Linked DNA regions of Triticum aestivum: region 2 is linked to region 1. A link is a contact called in public Hi-C data. All regions are on one chromosome and are shown on one strand. The core of a region is the stretch at or near the end of the contact, and the rest is flanking DNA. Distances in the headings are between cores, read along the strand shown. Region 1 holds the start of LOC123079655 (nuclear transcription factor Y subunit B-2). Region 2 holds the start of LOC123079658 (zinc finger CCCH domain-containing protein 11).

Region 1 (3,303 bases), core at 336-2,835:
TATATCTTTCTTCACGGATCCTTCACCAGATTTTGAGGTCAATTTACTATCACCCTACAGGAAAGTAATAGACAAGAGAGTCGTTAATATTCAGTACATACTGTTCACATAAAGCACACAAGATAGAAACAGAAGCTTGCAAGGCCATAATGCAGTCCAACAAAATGAGTGGGAAGTATGTACCAACTTAAGTATTAGAGAGCAATCATGCAACCTTGCTTAGAAGTTAGAACTAGTTTATTGCTTGAAAGCTGGAACAGCCTTCATGAATGCAACTAAGTTTCTTTCACGGTATATGAAACTGGAAAGCATGCGGGTTTTATTCAGGTGTTCACGCGAGGAACTTGCAAGCTTCAAAGTACATAGGTCATGTGTATTTCACATCAAGTGACAACTATATACCTGATTAAAGGGACACAGCTCAAAGGATCTAACGCAGGTTATGTGGCCTAAGTAGGCAGGATCTAACCCTTTTGTGGTTATGTTTAAACTAGGACTTAGAGGAAACTGCATTTTGTTTTGCATTGGTATGAAACGTATCAGCGAATCAATATCATGTATGTCGAATTGATTACAAGATCACATACCTCCATCTGCAATCACCGCGCCCGTCCAGAAAATTGCAAGGAAGACAGAGAAGAAGCGAGGTGAGATGATGACACAAAACAAGAGAATTATTGTCATTTGCAGCAAGTACTGACAGTGAGCAAGAGCCATGATTACATCTCTGTACTTTTGCAGGTAGATCTTGAGGGGGTCTACGTACTCCTCGAATCCGAGCGTGGCCATGGCCCAGAGCAGATCGTCCCCGTTGATGGTCTTGCGCTTCTCCTTCTGGCACTTGTCGCTGGCCCTACCAAACCAAACCAAACCACAGCGAAAAGTCACAACTCCGGCCACCCAAGACAAACAAAACCAGCCCGGCCGAGTTCGTTCGAGGCCGAGGTTCGAAGGCCAGGTGGCATGATGACGGTGGCAGCGAGCAGCTAGCGGCGGGCAACTCACTCGCTGGTGACGAAGGAGATGAACTCGGAGACGCACTCCTGGAGGGTCTCCTTGGCGTCCTTGGCGATCTTGCCGTTGGCCGGCACGGCCTTCTTCATGATGCGGCTGATGTTGGCGATGGGGAGGAAGCGGTCCTGCTCCCTGACCCCGCCGCCGCCCCGGGGGCTCCCGCTGTCGTCGTCGGCCATCCCGCGCCCCGAAACCCTAGATCCATCGCGAGCAAATCAGGACACGGATCCACGGCGCGCGATCGAGAGGGGATGGGAGGGTAGGGATCGAAATCAAACGCACCTTATAAAAAACGCGCGCGCGGGGGGGGAGGAGCGGAGGGGAGAGAAGGGAGGGGGGAGGAGGAGACGGTGGTTGGCGCTGCGAGGAGGGGTGGGGAATGCGAGATCGGACGCTGGAGAAGGCGACGCGGCCCGGGCCGGTGCGATGGGGAAGACGACGGATCCGGGCCGTTCGTCGGTCGGGAAGAGAGAGAAGAGAGGAGGCTGCGGGTGGGGCCTCACCCTGCCGGTGGACCCCGTGGGGTTAAAAGTGCCGTGGTGAGCTTCTTCTAGCACCATGTTAGATGGGCTTCTTTCGTTGAGGGATGTTCGGAGGGCTTTTTGGGGGCTCTGTTCTCGAAACAAAAAGAAGCTGCTTGGGCTTCACCACGAATTTTCATCTAATCTAAAAAAAATACCCCTAAAAATCACCCATCGAAAAGCCTAATATAAAAAAATTGATTCGCAAAAAATATCTAAAAACCATAAAATTTCTAAAAAAAAATTGCAGGATCTATCTTCGTTTTTTAACACAATTTCCTATTGCAAACTATGTCAATCATCAAATAATGTATACATCATCCACAAGTTAATTTTATGAATAGCAAAACCAATTATTTCATGCACTACTTTGGCAATGCTTGAACTGGATGTTCCGAATCGATCATCAAATCTACAGTCTGCCTAAATTGCTGCTCTCAATCGCCATCACCAAATCCTGCAGCTACGCTATAGGCTTCAGCGATAGCAGCTTCAGAACAAAGGAGCACGCACCTCCATTCTATCTTCTTTAGGCAGCTACGCTATAGGCTTCAGCGATAGCAGCTTCAGAACAAAGGAGCACGCACCTCCATTCTATCTTCTTTAGGCTGCTCAACACGGCGAAATACACAGACACCTTCCCACATTAGGTTGAGATTTGGTGCATGGGACCTTGTTTGTTTGGGCTCCAGCTTCTACAGAATCAGCTGCGGATTCCTGTGCTGGCAAACCCAAATCAGATTTTGGCTAACTAATCAAAAGCTGATTCAAAACAACTGTTTGTTTCAGATATAGCTTTGAATCCGGTCCCTAAAGCTGAAACAAACACGGCCAAATTCTACATACACAACCAATGCCCAGGGCAATTTCAGGACAAGGGAAATTCATCTCAAACTGGGGAACAAAACTCATAACAGTAGCACTTTCCCATAACAGGAGCAAAATGTGACAAGGCATAGTTTTCACCAACACGATCATAAGTTATCAACTTAAAAGTGCTGTAAACACAAAGGTACCATCCTCCTTCAACATCTAAAGGCCCGACATACTGTCTACTCCATGCAACGGCAATCTAAGACCTGGGCTTCTCCTTCTTCTCTTTGAAGAGGGCAAGCAGAGAAACACCTGACACCTTGACGACCTTGAACCGGACACCGGGAATATCTCCCACAGCATGTCCCTTACGACCGAATCCAGCGATCAGCACCTCGTCCTGGACAACAGGTGAAAGACAAACTTAGTACCTACAGCAGAGCAAACATTTGAAAAGTACCATGATGGAGAACATACATTCTCCTCGATGAAGTTCAGGCAACCATCATTGGGAACGAAGGCGGCAATCTTCTTTCCATTCTTCACAAGCTGCACACGAGCACACTTACGGATGGCAGAGTTAGGCTGCTTGGCCTCAATACCACTGCAATAGAGTCATCATATATTAGCTTCACCCCATAAAAACAAGGGTAAGAAGAAAAACATATTGCCCATTTTTACATACATCTTCTCCAAAACAATGCCCTTGGCGTGAGATGACCCGGCGAAGGGTTTCTTCCACTCGTTACCCAAGTGGCTCTTCTTGTATGCCTTGTCAGCCCACCTCTGGTTCCTGCGGTGGGTCTTGAGCTTGCGCCCAGCTCCCATACCACGTGTCTTACTGCAATGCAAATAACTCACGGTTACCACAGCAAAAGCAAAACAACATAACAGACTCCTGGTCTGCATCACAACAGTTTGACATTGGATTCACTTAAAATCAGAAAGCTATATC
Region 2 (2,861 bases), core at 190-2,689, 440 kb after region 1:
GAGGAAGACACCCCTTATATAGTGGAAGAACAAATCCAACCGTTATCCACCAACTCAGCCTGCGCAACGCGGTACTACCGTACCTGAGGCGCGGTACTACCGCAGGGGCACGCGGTACTACCGCAGGGCCCCGCGGTACTACCGCCCACGCAGCAGAGACCAGGTCAGCCTAAAAAGCACTAAAGCAGAGGGCGGTAGTACTGCTGGCGCGATACTACCGCTCCCCCTTGCGGTACTACCGCAAGGCAGGGGCTGTCCAGAGATGGGAAGGCACGGATATAAAAAATTACATCTGTGGCTACTTCCGCAGAGTTGGAGTCGATGCAAAAACCCGACGCGGTAGTACCGTAAGCCAGCAGCGGTACTACCGCGCGAGGCGCGGATGTAAAAAATTACATCCGCCCCTTACTGCCGCGTACTTGCGGAACTAAGTCAGATACCACAGTACTACCGCACCAGCGGGCGGTACTACCGCAAGGTCCTGCGGTACTACCGCTCTAAGGAGCAGTACTACCACACGCCCTAGTTCAGCAAGCAAGAGCAATATTTGCATAGACAAGGAAAACATAGGATACTCCAAAGGCTAGAGGAAAGGAGGTGCAAAGGAAGATGTGTACGTGATGAATCCACCCAACCTTTCCAACGCGGACCCCCTCTTAATAGTACGGCTTCCCTACGACTCAATACCACCGAAAAGAAACGAAGAGAAACGCCGTCTTCCATAGCCTTCGAGGGGAACCAAATCATCTTGTGCCTAGTCAATATATCTGAAATATTCGATGCACATGATTAGTCCGCAAAAGTATTGTCATCAATCACCAAAACCAACTAAGGGATAAAAATGCCCTTACATCAGGGACATTCAGTTTCCAAAGCCCAGCCTAATCCCTGCGAGTAGCACTAGTGTTTTAATCCCTGCGAGTAGCACTAGTGTTTGACTATGCAATTCTATTTTCAAACAATTCTCCTTTTTTTTATCGTTTTCCACAAGAAGGTATACTGATCTGACTGAACACACATCACGTCTCTCATCAATGGCAGGCTCATTCATCAACCGGATTACGTATGCTCAATGGGATATTAAGGATCATATCCACATCAGACCGTTGCATGTGTTCATAATAAACAAGTTCATAATTCCAATTTTGGTGCTCATCTTTCCAGCGACTGAAGGATTATCGGAAACGAGGATGGATTGCCTCAACATATTGTCACGTTTTTTTTTTTTTTGAGACAACACATTGTCGCGGGGTAGCCCTCAACATATTGTCATGGGCCCAAATTCTCGTTCAGAGCCCACTGTGCCTGATTAGGCCCTGCTTCAACACTGAGAATCCTTACCGGATCATGGCCCAACCCAACCGGCTGAAAGCCTGACTAGAGGCCCATCGCCCAACCTCGGTTTTCCACATCTCCACGAGACCACTCCCCATCTCTAGAACTTTCTTCCTCGCCTCCGCCTCCACCTCCGCCCCCCCTTCCTCCTCCCAGCTCCAAACCCAGGAAACCCTCGCCTCCCCTTCCCTCGCGGCGTCCTCTTCCCGCCGCCCGAATCCCACCCCAATCGGACCCGAGCTAGAAGGAGGAGCAGAGCAAGATGCCCCCGAAGAAGGCGGCGGCGTCGAAGGCCGACGTAGCGAAGAAGCAGAAGGTCGTGGAGGACAAGACCTTCGGGCTCAAGAACAAGAACAAGAGCAAGAACGTCCAGAAGTACGTCCAGTCGCTGCACCAGTCCGTCCAGCCCAAGCCCGACCCGACCAAGACCGCCGCCAAGGCACGGGGGAACACTCAGATCGAAGCTGTCAATTCCCTCATCCGATTGCTTTGCTCTTCTGATGTTTTTTTCCTTCTTCTTGTTCGTGGATGCGGATGCGGATGCGCAGAAGAAGAAGGAGGAGGAGAAGGCGCGCGAGAAGGAGCTCAACGATCTATTCAAGGTCGCCGTCAGCCAGCCCAAGGTCCCCGTTGGTATGGCCTCCTCCCCTTGTCACCGTGTATAGGTCTCTTCTAGTGGATTTATCAAGAATCCCTTGCTGTGGATATGAAGTTGTTGTGAATTGATATTGTGGTGTATACGGCAGTATGGAAGTGCTTCTGGTAATACTGGTGACTGGTGTTGATTTGTTCTAATGTAGGAAGGGTTTGGTCAGTTCTTTCTGTGTAAACATGTTAGCTCTTTCAAGTCCCGCAGATTGCAAACGGAAATTGCAATGTTTCATTAGGATATTTTGGTACTGGCAGTTCGTTCAAAAGATTGCTATTCTTGTGATAAATGCTCATGCTTTGGTTGTGTGCTATTGTGCAGGTGTCGACCCCAAGTCGATACTTTGCGAGTTCTTCAAGGTTGGACAATGTCAGAAGGGTTTTAAATGCAAGTTCTCACACGACCTGAATGTCCAAAGGAAGGGTGAGAAGATTGATATTTACAGCGACAAGCGCGATGGAGGTAAATAAATGATTGTTACTTCTTTCGTTTTGGAGTCACTCAATTTTCTCGGTAGAAATTCACATGTTCTTCTGTCATGTACAGAGGAAGAAGATACAATGGATGACTGGGATCAGGAGACCCTTGAGAAAGTTATTGCATCAAAAAACGCAGAGTACCAGCAGAATAAACCTACTGATATTGTATGCACTATTCCAAAACTGTTATACACATTTTTCAAGCATTTCTCATTATATGATGTGTCACTTTCAACTTTCATTTTGCTCTAAAAGAATAAATAATTTTACTAATGTTCTCGTTGGTAATATTTGAGCTAGATAATACTATATTGGTTCTATTTTACTATTTATATTTTGTCTTCAATTCATGTTTTGCGCTCTTATTTTAGGAGGAATATATGCATTTCAAATATAAA

The links. A called contact is a pair of places that touch in the nucleus more often than the background predicts.
Region 2: a contact with region 1 is called in a Hi-C map of leaf, with 3 times the contacts expected there. The contact joins the promoter of LOC123079658 here to the promoter of LOC123079655 in region 1. A contact is called at or near these places in 2 of 5 Hi-C or Micro-C datasets (both in leaf).

Annotation. Positions count from the first base shown.
Region 1 is chr3D:459,446,423-459,449,725 of IWGSC CS RefSeq v2.1, forward strand. LOC123079655 (nuclear transcription factor Y subunit B-2) reads right to left here and starts at 1,586. Exons shown (of 8, transcript XM_044502457.1): 1 at 1,297-1,586; 2 at 1,006-1,209; 3 at 724-853; 4 at 588-593; 5 at 1-54. The coding sequence starts at 1,574. It overlaps LOC123079656 (40S ribosomal protein S23), which reads right to left. Exons shown (of 4, transcript XM_044502458.1): 2 at 3,034-3,189; 3 at 2,826-2,952; 4 at 2,440-2,748. The coding sequence ends at 2,608.
Region 2 is chr3D:459,885,285-459,888,145 of IWGSC CS RefSeq v2.1, forward strand. LOC123079658 (zinc finger CCCH domain-containing protein 11) reads left to right here and starts at 1,440. Exons shown (of 8, transcript XM_044502460.1): 1 at 1,440-1,774; 2 at 1,884-1,968; 3 at 2,306-2,446; 4 at 2,531-2,628. The coding sequence starts at 1,598.